2 separate regions of the Mus musculus genome follow, and region 2 is linked to region 1. A link is a contact called in public promoter capture Hi-C data. All regions are on one chromosome and are shown on one strand. Each heading gives the region's core, a stretch centred on a gene start, on an enhancer-like site or on the middle of the called end of the contact. The rest is flanking DNA. Distances are from core to core; before and after follow the strand shown. Region 1 overlaps Myom1 (myomesin 1). Region 2 overlaps Emilin2 (elastin microfibril interfacer 2).

What was found. Capture Hi-C pulls out chosen DNA fragments and counts their contacts.
Region 2: a contact with region 1 is called in a promoter capture Hi-C map of adipose tissue. The contact joins two enhancer-like sites. A contact is called at or near these places in 1 of 484 Hi-C or Micro-C datasets (nephron progenitors), 2 of 115 datasets of contacts at active chromatin or transcription factors (embryonic stem cells and microglia) and 3 of 9 other capture datasets (adipose tissue, liver and pancreatic islet).

What each region holds. Positions count from the first base shown.
Region 1 is chr17:71,126,055-71,132,620 of GRCm38.p6, reverse strand. Myom1 (myomesin 1) reads right to left here. Exons shown (of 37, transcript NM_001083934.1): 37 at 5,765-6,545. The coding sequence ends at 6,252. Among named protein-coding and RNA genes, the nearest start is that of Lpin2, 54 kb to the left of the region's middle. Within about 2 kb of position 4,965, at least 33 of the 459 cell types and tissues checked have an H3K27ac peak or open chromatin away from gene starts, as enhancers often do. A contact at or near this core is called in adipose tissue, where this site is marked.
Region 2 is chr17:71,261,156-71,267,712 of GRCm38.p6, reverse strand. The region is part of intron 4 of Emilin2 (elastin microfibril interfacer 2); the gene reads left to right. Among named protein-coding and RNA genes, the nearest start is that of Emilin2, 47 kb to the left of the region's middle. Within about 2 kb of position 2,767, at least 91 of the 459 cell types and tissues checked have an H3K27ac peak or open chromatin away from gene starts, as enhancers often do. A contact at or near this core is called in adipose tissue, where this site is marked.

The sequences.
Region 1 (6,566 bases), core at 3,716-6,215:
AGTCTCTTTCTGAATAAACAATAAATGGTTGAAAAACAAAAGTCCCTTTTACTTTCATTTTGTATAATATTTATAACAGATGTGTGTGTGTATGTGGGTGGGTAGGTGTGGGTGGTAGTGTGAATGAAAATGGCCCCTATAGGCTCATAGGAAGTGGCACCATTAGGAGGTGTGGCCTTATTGGAGTGGGAGTGGCCTTCTTGAAGGAAGTATGTCAATGTGGGAGGGGCTTTGTGATTACAGAAGCCCAAGCCAGGCCAAGTGGCTATCTATTCCTGCTGTCTGCAGTCCAGAGGTAGAACTCTCAGTTTCTCTAGCACCATGTCTGGTTGCATACAGCCATGCTTCCCTCCATGATGATAATGAACTAAACCTCTAAAACTGTAAGCCAGCCCCAATTAAATGCTGTCCTTTATAAGAGTTATAGTGATCATGGTTTCTCTTCACAGAAATAGGAACCCTGAATAAGACAGTGTGTGTGTGTGTGTGTGTGTGTGTGTGTGCTGCAGCATGTGTGTGAAGGTCAGTGGACAATCTGTGAAAGTTGGTCCTCTCCTTCCAACTGTGAGTCCTGGGGACTGAACTCAGGTTTCTGGGGACCGAACTTAGGTCATCAGGCTTGGTGGCAAGTGCCTTTACCCACTGAGCCATCTCTCCAGCCCTGCTCTTTGGTACTTTAAAGTTCTTGATCCTCTGCCCCCTGGTTTCCATAGCCTCTCAGGCAGAGTCTCATAACAGTCTACTTTTGTTCCACTGCAGTGTAACTTGTAGTCTGCTGACTGCTTTAAGGAGTTTTCTTTATGAATATTTTTCTTTTGCAAATTCACTATATTTTGGTAGACTTCCATTTCCTACTTAATGTATTCATTCTCTCCTCGGGCTCCTTGGATACATGGAAGATATTAAGTCATTTTGCAGTCAGCACTTGGGACTGAATTTAGCTTGCACATGCTCTGCACAAGTAATATACGAATGAGCTACATTCTTGGCTTTCTCATTTTTTTATTTTGAGACAATGCCTCACAAGATTGCCCAGGCAGGCCTTGAACTTAAAATTCACCTGCCACAGCCTCCCTAGTTGCTGGTATTACAGGCCTGTGCTACCAGCCTATACTATATTTATAATGAATCCTTTGGATTGCTTACTCACCTAACATGTGTTCCATACTCATGTCATTTCTGGGATTATTTTTATGACTATTTTTCTTCTACTCATCAGCTATAACCATTTTATGCCTTATGCCATTTATTACTTGTCTGTATATATGCATGTATGTGTCTATATACATATATATGTATATATGTATGTTTAAATGTATGTGTGTTTGTATGTATATATGTACATGCATGTATGTGTGTATATGTATGTATATGTATATATGTATGTGTGTATATATGTGTATGTATACATGTATATATGTGTGTATATGTGTACATGTATACATGTGTGTATATGTATATGTGTGTTCATGTATATAGGTGGATATATGCATGTATGTATGTATACATGTATGTATGTGTGGATATATGCATGTATATATGTAGTATGTATTATATATTGGGGGTGCTGGAAACTGAGTAAGGCCTTGCCTGTGTGAGGCAGGTGTTCTCCCAGCAGCAAGACCCCCAGTGTAGAAGCCTACTAAATTTGGATTGGATACGTGCTCTTGTAACGTTACTCTGTTCAATCCTGACCTTGTTTGAAGTGCTTTACATATGATTCTGACACAGTTTCCACTCTTTCAGAAATGTCATCCTTTTTAGGCTTGTTTCCTTTTGTGTTTGTGTCCTTGTGTGTATGTGGTGTGTGTGTGTGTGTGTGTGTGTGCATACACATTTATCTGTGTGTGATGCCTCTGTGTGTGCACACATGTGTGCCTCTGTGTGTGTATGTGTTTGTACATACACATGTACCTGTATGTACACATAGAGGCCAGAAAGCGATGTGGGCTGTCTTTCTCTATTATTCTCTGCCTTCGTACATTGAGACAAGTCTCTTGGAAGCAGAAATTCACCATTTTGAATAGGATGGCTGGCCCGTGAGCTATCCTGTCTCTGCCCCCATGCTAGAATGGTAGACACTTGGAGCCATACCGGGTCTTTATGCGGACACTGAGCTCAGAGCAGGCATGCTCAGCCATTGAGGCACCTCTCCATATGCGCAAAGCTTCCTGAGCCACCCCTCCGTATGCGCACAGCTTCCTTTTCCACTCTGGGGTCTGAAGCAGCTTCCTTTGCTGCTTTCAGTCTAGGCCTCCAGGGTGAAAGTGAGAAACTTCTGGTCCATCTGCCCAACCCGGTGTGGACCACACTTTTCACTTGCATTGGTGGCAATGAGCTCTACTTCCAGCCCACGTGAGCTTCAAGAATTGTTTGTCTGATCACTCCACTGGCTCCCTCCAGAACTCCCACAGGCCACCTGCAGCACGCTGGCCCCTGTCCTCTGTGCAGTTCTTCTCACTCATAAACTTCCTAGGCGCCTCTCCCTCTTCAGTTCAGTGAAGCTGAGCGGTAGCCTAAGCTCTTCATCCAAGCAAGCAGCCAGAGAAGTCACAGCTGTTGCTATCACCCATTCCCAGCCCCCTTAGGAGTCACAGTCCTATGTGTGTGGGCTACCCCAGGCCCCAGACATTTTCTGCTTTATATTTAGCCAAGTTTTCTAGCCGTCTGTGGGAGAACAATCCTCCTAACAGTGATCCTTTGTGGCCAGACTCAGAAGTCTCCCGTAGCGAAGGATTACACTTGCTTCTCTGGACTCCAGACATCATTTCCATTTTTATGGGTGTTCTTGTGGGACTCATACCATGATATGCTGTAAATGTGGACCCCACATGCAACCATTACTGACTTGAAGAGTTAATTTTTTTTTCTTCCTAGAACCACCTCCAGGCAGATGGCTTATACAGCGAGCATCCCCATGCCAGTTGGCGATACTTTTTACTGTGACCAATTTTGTTTTGTCTAAGCTGCCTTTGCACAGCCCACTTTGAACAAGTGAGTCTTGTTCTGGGGTTAGTATTAATTTCCAGTCCCTGCTGTGAGGACCTCTCTCTATATATATAATTAGTATTATGGCTTTATAGAGTCTGCATATTTTATGTGTGTATATATGAGTATTATGCGAGTGTATGTGTGTGAGTGTGCATAGGGGTGTGTATGAGTGTGTTCATATGTGAGTATGTTTGTGTATGTAAGGGTGTGTTTGAATGTGTATATGAGTATTGTGAGTGTATGTGCATGTGTGTGCATATGTAAGGATGTGTGTGTGTTTGTGTGAGTGTTTGTGTATGGGTGTGTGTGTATATACATTATATGAGTGTGTGAGAATGTGGTCAACCTCAGATGACATACGTGGGGAGCCATCTACTTTGCTTTGTCTAGACTGGCTGGCCAGAGGGCCCTGGGATGCTTGGGCCTCCCTCTGCCTCTTCAGCACTGGGATCCTAAGGGCACACCATGCTCTGCTTTGTATGAGGTGCTAGGGATCCAACTCTGGTCTTCCCCCATGCCTGCGTGGGAAGTTCTTTACTGACTGAGCCACCTTTCCACTCTCTTTATTTTTATATACTTGGAATTTTTCAGATAGTTTAACCTAGTAACAGCTTAGGTTTCTGATTCGAACTTAGAATGTTTGACTATCATCTTATATCTAGGTTTATATATAACATGAAAATATTTAAAAGAACTCAAATTTTCTGGGTTTTGGGTTTTGTTTTGTTTTGTTTTGTTTGTTGTTGTTGTTGTTTTTGGCTGTTAAGGTTAATTTCTTGGGAATATTGTTTAAGCCAGATAATGACAATGATTAAAATGGAAAAAAGATCAGTTGATAAATATACTTTAACAAATTAAAGAGACTTTTTAACACTATAAAGAGTAGTCTTAAAACTAATTTTTTCAATGACTAAACGTTTAAATAGAAAAAAAAAAGTAAGGATGTACTTTCAAGGACTTGGAAATATTCAGAAGTTGTCACTGGCCTGTATATATTAATTTTATAAAAACAGACATTTACTACGTTCCAGGATGACTATATCCACAGCCTGCCTGCAGCAGGCCACAGATTCCTAAATTATGGGTTAAAAGGAAACTTCAGAATAGTTTTATCAACATGACTGTGGTTTCAGTTGTGGCCTTCTATGTAGAAATAGCTTCAAAAGCTACTGGATAATGATGTGGTCCAGTTTGGTCGCTATACTGGCTGGGATAGTTCTTAGAGTCAGTTTGTTGAGGAATCTTAGCATCTATTTCCCTGATATAAACATTTCTCTCCCTTTCCTTGATGTTATCCCATCAGGTCCTCCTACCACATCGTGGGGTTCCCAGTGGGAGTACATGTTGGTTTCATGTTCTTGTACAATTTCAGAAGTCAGAACATGGTGTGTGTGTGTGTGTGTGTGTGTGTGTGTGTGTGTGTGTGTGATTTAGCATGTCTTCTCCAGCAGCCTGGGTAGGTCTCTCTCAGTAAAAGGCAATGGGATCAACTCCCACTTCTAGTCACCCAACACTGGGACCCTGCTTGCTGCTTCGGTTGCTGCATTGTGAGTTCTGCAGAGGGCTCAGGAGCCTCTATCTCAGCATGAGAGACTGCCTCTGCTGGACTCTTCTCAGGCTTCCTGGCAGGTATGCATCCAGTGGCCCGTTCCTTCTGGGTCTACTTGAGCCCAAGCAGCCTTTTGCTGAAGCAGGGAGAATTTGAACTATGTCTGGAAAGCGACCTTCAGCTGGGGTTCACTTGGTTTCCAGGAAATGCATTTATTAACTACACTAGAGTGTATATTTTTCCATACTGAAGGACTTGAAGCCTGCTAGTTTTGCAAAGAAATGAAGTTTACTTAGTTTAGAAGTGGAGCAGCCAAGATCAGGCAATCCCAGGCTTGGCTTTGGTGAGAGCCTCATGAGTCCTGTGGAAGTGAGGGCTGCCGTCACCAGAGAGGAAGCTGCCATCCAAGGAACAAGCCCTTCTCATGAACCAAGCTTCCTGTTACGAGAGCTCAGTGCCCCGCTCCTGCCTGGGTTCATCGCTGCAGCAGCTGACACTCAGCTGGATAGGGAAGGACCAACAGTCAGATTAGAGCCAACTTCAGCCCTGATCTTTTAAAAGCTCTATATACTTAGGAGCCATTTCTGCAGCATAGGGAAGACTGCTTGGTTCTTGGTGTCATAGTTTGAATGTGCCCCAGTGTTCACAACCAGGACTCATGTCTGCTGGTGTGGAGGAACGGGATCTTCAACAGGTATTTAACCAGGAAAGCAGGGGTGAATGTTGTCAGTGTGCACAGTAGACTGGTTTAGTTGCCTCTAGAGAGGGTTCCTGACAAAAGGCTGAGTTTGTATGCAACCTCCTCACTTCTGAGAGTTCACTCTTGCTTGTCTTCCTGGCATCACAGGGCAGCCAAAAAGTCCTTAAGATTCTGGCTCCCTATCCTTTCCAGATGCCAGAATTTTGATCTTGGATTTTGGTGCCTCCAGAACTTCAAAAAATTAATCTCTTTTCATTAGGTTTGGATGTTCTGTCATAATTAGTTGACACACTTCAATCAAAGACTACTCCATCTTAGTGATGGAGTATAGTGTACGTGATCAGATGTGCAATGTGAGTGTGACTTGGAATTCTGAGCCGTGGCTGACCACAGATGGCTTATCTGACCATGTCCAGAAGGAACTGCTTTTGCCCTAAGGGTGTAAACCAAAAGATGAGCTACAGAAATGATTAGGAGGAGGTGGAAAGGCCCCAACATGGTGAGGATCAGAGAGACACAAGGGGAAAGAGGAAAGGCAGGAGACTTTATTCACACTGGGGGAGGCCAGTTCACAAGGCTGCTATCAGAAATGCACCACCTCTACTAACAGGGACCCACCATACTCAAGCCTACAGGCACATGCCTCTATTTTGATAGAACATGAGGTATGGACACAATTCCTAAGAGCTTACAGGTAAAGCGTCACCGGCTTCCATGCTGGCCTCACTTCTGCTCTCGCTCAGCACTTCTCCAACATCCTCTGCCCTTCTTCCTTGAAATCATTTCCTAATGTTTTCTTACTACATAAATTGTAGATTAAAACCCTTAATGTGTTCTTCAATGGTGCCTCCTCATCTATAGGAATAAGAGATCTGATGACTTCCTCCTAAGCCAGCACAAAATGGAGCCACCAGGAGGATTTCATCGTCTGTAGCCCAATCCTTTTCACGACAGCAGCATGATGGGTGGCCAGCTGGTCCTGGCTCTCCTCAAAACTCCCCCAGTCTCTGCTCACTTGGACTTCTGGTTGCCCTTGGGAGGCTCCATTGCTCCCTTCCTCAACTCCTCCTCTGGGATGAACACACTAACGGTGAAGTCGCTGGTCTCCGAGCCATATTTGTTCTTCACCACCAGCCCGTACTTGCCGGAGTCTGCCGTGCTCACGCCTGAGATGGTGAAGAAGGCGGTTTTCCCGGCCTCAAACTTGAGGCTGCAGTGGTCGTCAGAGGTCAGTGGCTTCTCGTTTTTCAGCCAGGACACCTCAGGGGGCGGGTCACCCCACACATTGCAAGTGAGATTGAGTGCCTGCAAGACAGGATTATGGGA
Region 2 (6,557 bases), core at 1,518-4,017, 140 kb before region 1:
TATTTTGCCGCGCAATCTCCTACCCCAATCTCCATGGTAGTTATTTTCCGTCATTCCTGGGTCAAGGGCTTGTGCAGGGTAACTAGGCTCTGCTGCTGTCTTGTGTACTCAGCCTGAGTCACCCTCTTAGCTGTGTTTTGTGTTTGGAGGAAGGATCAGGTTCATGTAGGCCACGGTCCTGGAGTTGTGGTGAGCCTCCATGTCGCCCTGCTCCACATGTGTCCTCGTGGGCTTCCTCACATCCTGCCACTCTTAGGTACAGCTGGCAACCGGCCCACAGATGGAAAGCAAAGCTGTGGTCCAGACAGGCGGGGGCAAGGTAGCTTGGAATCACTTCTGCCTCATTCATTCTGTTGGTCACAGCAAACCAGCCTTTGAAGGGTAACACACTGTCATATTGGGAGACACGGCGAGTCCCTCCTCCCATAATTAGAACCAGCCCGGAGGAGGGGACTGGGCCTAAGGTACAGCTTGATGACAGGTCAAGATATAACTCAGGTTCCTATTGTCTGCTCTTGTGAGGTCCATAGGTGGACTCAGTTATGCAGCTGGCCTCAGGAGGGTCTTTCTTGTATCCTATCAAGGCATGTGCTCTTGCCTGGGCTTAAAAAGGATTCATATGCAAAAAAGGCTCTCATTCATATATACACACACACATATATGGACACACATATTTATATATAAACTCATACATGTATATGTGTATATATATATATGTATGTATGTATATATATATATATGAATCTCCTGAGACTCTGATGGGTATACAATTTCTGAAAAATGAACAACTACTACTACTACTACTACTACTATTACTACTACTACTACTACTACTACTACTACTAATTACCATTCATTCTTAGAATGACTAGATCTTGAGATTTCCCTGCCTCCCCCCCCCCCCCCCAGTCCTGGGATTGCAGGTAATCACTATAGTATTTCATTGCTCTTGCCTGCAGCTCTCCTGACTCTTTACATTTTCATTCATTCATTCATTCATTCATTCATTCATTCATTCATGTTTCATTCACTTATTCTCTTACCTAGATCCCAGTCTGGCCTTGAACTCATGGTAATTGTTCTACCTCAACCTCCTGAGTTCCTAGGTCACAGGTATCGCCACACCTGGTTCAGTAGATTATTTAGCAGATCTCTCCTAAGCTCTGTCCTGTCTCAGCCATCATGGATCTGACACTCTAGAGGAAAAGAAGAACAGCCATGGTGGTGAAAGTTTGACTTTAGTTAGCAATCAGTACCCCGAGGAAAGATAAAACAGAATAGATAGATAACGGGAAGCAAGAATTAATTTAGCAGGAAGATGGTCCGGAAGGCTCTGGGACAGGAATGGATTTGTTCTGTTGCAAACCTAAGTGTTTCAGTGAGACAGAAGGTGAGAGGCTGCCATGGGAAAAGAGGGTCAGAATCTGGTTGTGCCACACGATGTGGCTAGGATAAGGGATTTGATATACTATGAGAAACAACTGGAGATGGTGGCTTTCCCCAGCCTTGAAGTCCCAGTTCATCTGTACTGAAACTCTGTGACATGGGCAGGTTGTTTACACCCTGAACACCTACCTACCTCCTTTCTCCGTCTCTGCATTGGAAATAACAGTCACAATGGTGCTTTGTGAGTTAGTTGGGGGACAGCAGTTGGTAATCAGTGAACACCCCTCCCCCGCCTGTTTTAATTCACTCTCAACCCAATGGGGGTAGAATCTGCTCCCCTGAGCTGTCTCCCCTTTCCATTCTTCAATGTGCCCCACTCCACTCCCCTGCTATTACCGGGAGGAGAGTGGAGGCCTATGATAGGTCAATCCCTTCTAGGGAGAACTGCAGAGAGCTGCAGAGTGATGTCACCTCCTTACCCTTTCCTTTCTTGGCACCCTTTCTTGACTACAAGTGTGTTTCTTATGAATAAATACACTGGGAGTTTTTCAAGCCCCGTGTTCTTAGTGCACCAAGACCTTCCATAGTTAGGACTGTCTGTAACCTCATGTTTTTCCACCTGGCCTCTTTGTTCATGAAATTACGACTCTGAGCATTGATATGAATAAATGCTGAGACCAACAGCTTTGGCTCTGTTCCCTAACTAGCTCATATCTCAATAATCCAGTTTATTCTAAGAGTGCCACATGGCTAGTTACTGTCTCCTCAGTTTCATGCATCTCAGAGTTCAGGGTGAATCTCCTGAGCCTGACTATTTTCCAGAATCCCCTCTCTCTATGCTGGGTGTCCCACCTTCTAATCCTGCCCCAGCTCATTGGCCATAGGCATTTTTATTGAGTGGTGAAGCTTTCATACATTGCACAAAAGATTCCCTCTACAACCTTCTGGGTGGGGGTGTAATCCTGGGTCCCCACGTGGGGGGCACTGTTGGTCCTGGCTTTTATTTTCCCATGTGTGTGGGGGCCACTGTTGGCCCTTTAAGTGAATTTAACACATCTTTGCACCTTCTTTTTCTTGTTATTCACTCCATCTTCCTCAAGCTGTGGCTATTCACCCTCATGCCCTTGAGCATGCTTGGTGCCCAACATTAACCCTCCCAGATAAGAACAAAGGGTGGAACCTGCCTTCTTGCCAGGGACCTTAATCTGTAGCACAAATATCAATAGAAACTACTTTTGCAAGATCAACCCCTCTTATGTATGAGGATAAGCTGACACGGAGTCTCTCAGGAACCACCATTTCCCCTCTATCTTGTGAGAGGAGAGGTGCTGGGGTTGAGAAAGAGAGAAGTTGCTGTGGTCGGGAAGTCTCCTGTCATGCTTCCAAGAAGGGACAGCCCTGCCTTGATACAACCACAAACAGCCTTTCAACATCCTGTGGTGAGGAGCTGCTGTGGCTCCTGGCCTTATCTTGGGAATCCCTCCTCTTGGAGTTCTGTTATACCACAGACGGAAGGCTCCTACTTTGATCAGGTTTCCTATGGTAAGCTGTAACAGTGGAAAAGCACAGACTAGCGAAGGGAGTTACTGAGCCATGCAGTCTGGCTGGGGCTGGGGCCTGTCGGCTGCACCCTGATGGCTTTGGCCACAAGCTTGGAATCCACTGAATTTGGGGGCAGCTTGGGTCCAAGGTACAGTGATGGACTATCATAATTCTGTGGACTCACAAGAAAATCCAAAGGAATATGCATGTCAGGCAGTCGGTTCTTCCCTGGGGCATCTGGTTTTTCTTATACCCTAGTTGCTGTCAATAGCAGCTTTTATTCATCAACATTTTGAATTTGGTGTCTGGAGAGATGGCTCAGCAATTAAGAGCATGCACAGCTCTTAGAGAGAGGATGGAATTCAGTTTCCAGGACATATACACATACACTTTAAACAGTAATAATGTTAAAACAAAACAAAACAATCTGAGGGCCGGGCAGTGGTGGTGTACATATCTTTAATCCTAACACTTGGGAGGCAGAGGCAGGCGGATTTCTGAGATCAAGGCCAGCCTGGTCTACAGAGTAAGTTCCAGGACAGCCAGGGCTATACAGAGACCCTGTCTCGAAAAAACCAAAAACCAAACCAAAACAAAACATAAAACAAAACAAAACAAAAAATTCTGTATTTGAACAGAGGTGTCCTAGTCCAGAGTCTTCCATGTGGTCACATGTGTGTGCCCTGTGTAACTTTGAAGACATGGATCACCCAGGAGATTTACTCAGCAGAGGTGAGGTGAGCCCTGGGAATTGGTTGTTAAAATAAAAAGCTACTTCCAGATCGGTCCTAGAAATGGAAGGAAATGGAGTCACAAGTAGCAGGGCAGGTAGGGACACAAAGGGCAAGAGGTGCCCAGAATGAGGTGGAACAGATAAACTACCAACACTGATACCACTGCACTAATACACGCTGAGGTACGCGAGTGAGCCTACATACAGGCTCTGTTGTCTTAAAGCTTTTCACTAGCTGCCATGAGTGTACTCAGTGAGCACTGTACCCCAGAGCTGCATCCACAGCCAATGCCAGCCATTGATGTGTCTCCCTTCATAGCTTATTCATATAAGTATTGGGATTAACTGTGAATTTATCTTCTACAAATTTCAAGTGAGGCTGGTCCCACCCCCTCTCTTCTGACCCTCTCTCCCTGCCACCATGGGGTTGAGTGCTGTGGCACAAAAATCTTCAATTTTGATGTCACCACAGATAGTAACACATGTGATACAGATGTACTGGTGTTCCTGTTTTCACTGGTTTGTACCAAGCAGAAACTAGACCTTTGTACCAGTTTTGACTTCTCTTCTATTCCATGGGTTTCACTGTCTTCACATCTGACTGCTCTTGACTGGAGTGGCCACAGGCTCTCTGTTCTTAAAGAAGGTCCCCGCGGTGTCCTCTGTGAGCAGTATGGTCAGGGCAGGGCCCTTCCTTCCACTGGGTGCATTTCCCCTTCCGTGCTGTCAAGGGAACAGTTCAGATCATGCGGTTGCCTGTGAGATCTGAGGGGCCTTTCACATGCTCACCAGTTGCTACTGCATGGCTAAGCCTCGTGTCTTGCTGGAACCTCTTCACCCTCCTACAGGGAGGGTCAGTAACTGGCCCTAGTGCATTGGAACCCGTGTTTTGAGTAGCCAAGTGACTGCTCCTCTCTCTGCAGGCTGTCCTCCTAGGGCCCATACTTGGGGACATCTCATGTTTGTTCCTTAGCATTCTGTAGTGTCAGTTTGATGTTTTTTGTTTTTGTTTTTGTTTTGGTAGTGGGTAGTTTTGACTACACCACTTTGAGTACCCAGTGAGTCCCAGGAGCTCTCTTGGATCCACAGATAGAACAAACACACACATTAGCTCATTTCTAACCTCTCTTACTGGCTCAATGGCTGGGCTCTTCTAAGCCTCCTGAGGCTAGCGTGCCCTTACCTTCACTCCTAGTTTCATGTCTCTAAATTTGCCCTTCGTTTAGTTGCCCAGATACCTCCTGTGAAGCCTATGGGCTGCTTTCCCTTTCCACCAACGTTGTGGAAGATCTCCCCTGTAGCTCCAAGACTGTTCCACCCCCCCCCCCCGCCCAGTATCTTGATTCTCCTCCTCCCCCTCTCTCCTAGCCTGTGGGAACCTGAAAGTCCTATCTCTTTCTTTCTGCCCAGCCATTGGCTGATGGCATCTTTGTTGATTGATCAAGAACCAACTGGGGACAAGGACCTCAGCAGCAGCACTCGCCGATTCCTGATTAAATTGAAGCATCAGAGCCACTCCTCTACATTCTTTCACATTTTTAATTATTAAAATAGGGAGAGTAGTGAGCACACACAGCATGTGGAGGTCAGGGGACAGCTTCCAGGAGTGGGTTCTCTCTTCTCCCCTTGTCAAGGCAGGGTCTCTTGTTTCTGCCATGTTGCATGCTCCAGGCTAGCTGGTCCTCTAGGCTGGAACTCAGGTTGTCACACTTGGATAGCAGGCACTTGGATAGCATACCCACTGAGCTACCCTGTTGTTCCTTTATTGTTTTTTGTTTTGTTTTTTGCTAGACAGGCTCTTGATGTGTACCCCTCGCTAGCTACTCTAGAGCCCAGGTTAGCCTTGAACTCACTGCAATCCTCTTGCCTCAAACTTCCAAGTGCTGAGAGTATAGGTATATACACTGTATCTAGGTAGTGGGTTCATATGTAGATTCTCTGGCTTTTGTACATGGCCGGAAGGTATATCCTTTGCTCAGGCAGTCCAATCCATGACCCGTATGTGGTTAGCTAAGAATAGCTACAACTGTGGCCTAACACAGAAATGTGGAACATGGTTTTGTGTGTGTGTGATTTTGTATGTGGTGTATATATGTGCATGTGGAGGTCAGAGGTCAAGCTCGGCGACTTCCTCAGCCATTGCCACCTCAACTGTTTAATTTTCTTTTTAAGGATCGTATGTATGTGAACGAGTGCACACGAGTGCTGATGTGCTCAGACGCTACAAGGGTCATGGGTTTGAGGTTGGAGTTGCAGGAGGTTGTGAGCCACCTGACATAGGTACTGGAATCTGAGTCTGGGTCTTTGCAAGGGCACCCTGTGCTCTCAACACCATGGGCTTCTCTAGTATTTCTTCCTTATTTCTGAGACAGTCTCTCACTGATCCTGGAAATCTATTTTTCCATTTTTCAACACACTCCAGGGGATGCAGCTGTGTCTGCCTCCCTCTCAAAGCACCTGCACCTAGGTGCTTGGCATGGATGGGTGCTGGGGTCTGGGTCTGAACTCAGGTGATCATGCGTGCACTGCAGGCACCTTATTCAGGGGGTCATCTCCCCAGTTAGTCCCCCCCCTCTGATTCTCTGTCTCTCTGTCTCTCTCTCTGTGTTGTGTTTTATAAAAAGATAAAGGGAGAGGAGGAATATGTGTGGTGGAGGTGTAGTCAGGTGTGGGGGAAGGGGGGCGCCTCCGAGGGCCCATGCTGAGGCATCCCTTCTCCACTGAGGGACCAGCTACACAACAGTAAACTATAGAATAGAAGACAGTTTATTCAGGGCGTGGGGAGGGGAGTTGAAAGTAGAGAAGTAGAGAAGCAGAGGAAGGCCATGAGCATGTGGAAAGAGAGGGTGGAAGGGAATGGGATGGGAGAAGGGGCAAGAGGACAGGGTGAGAGCAA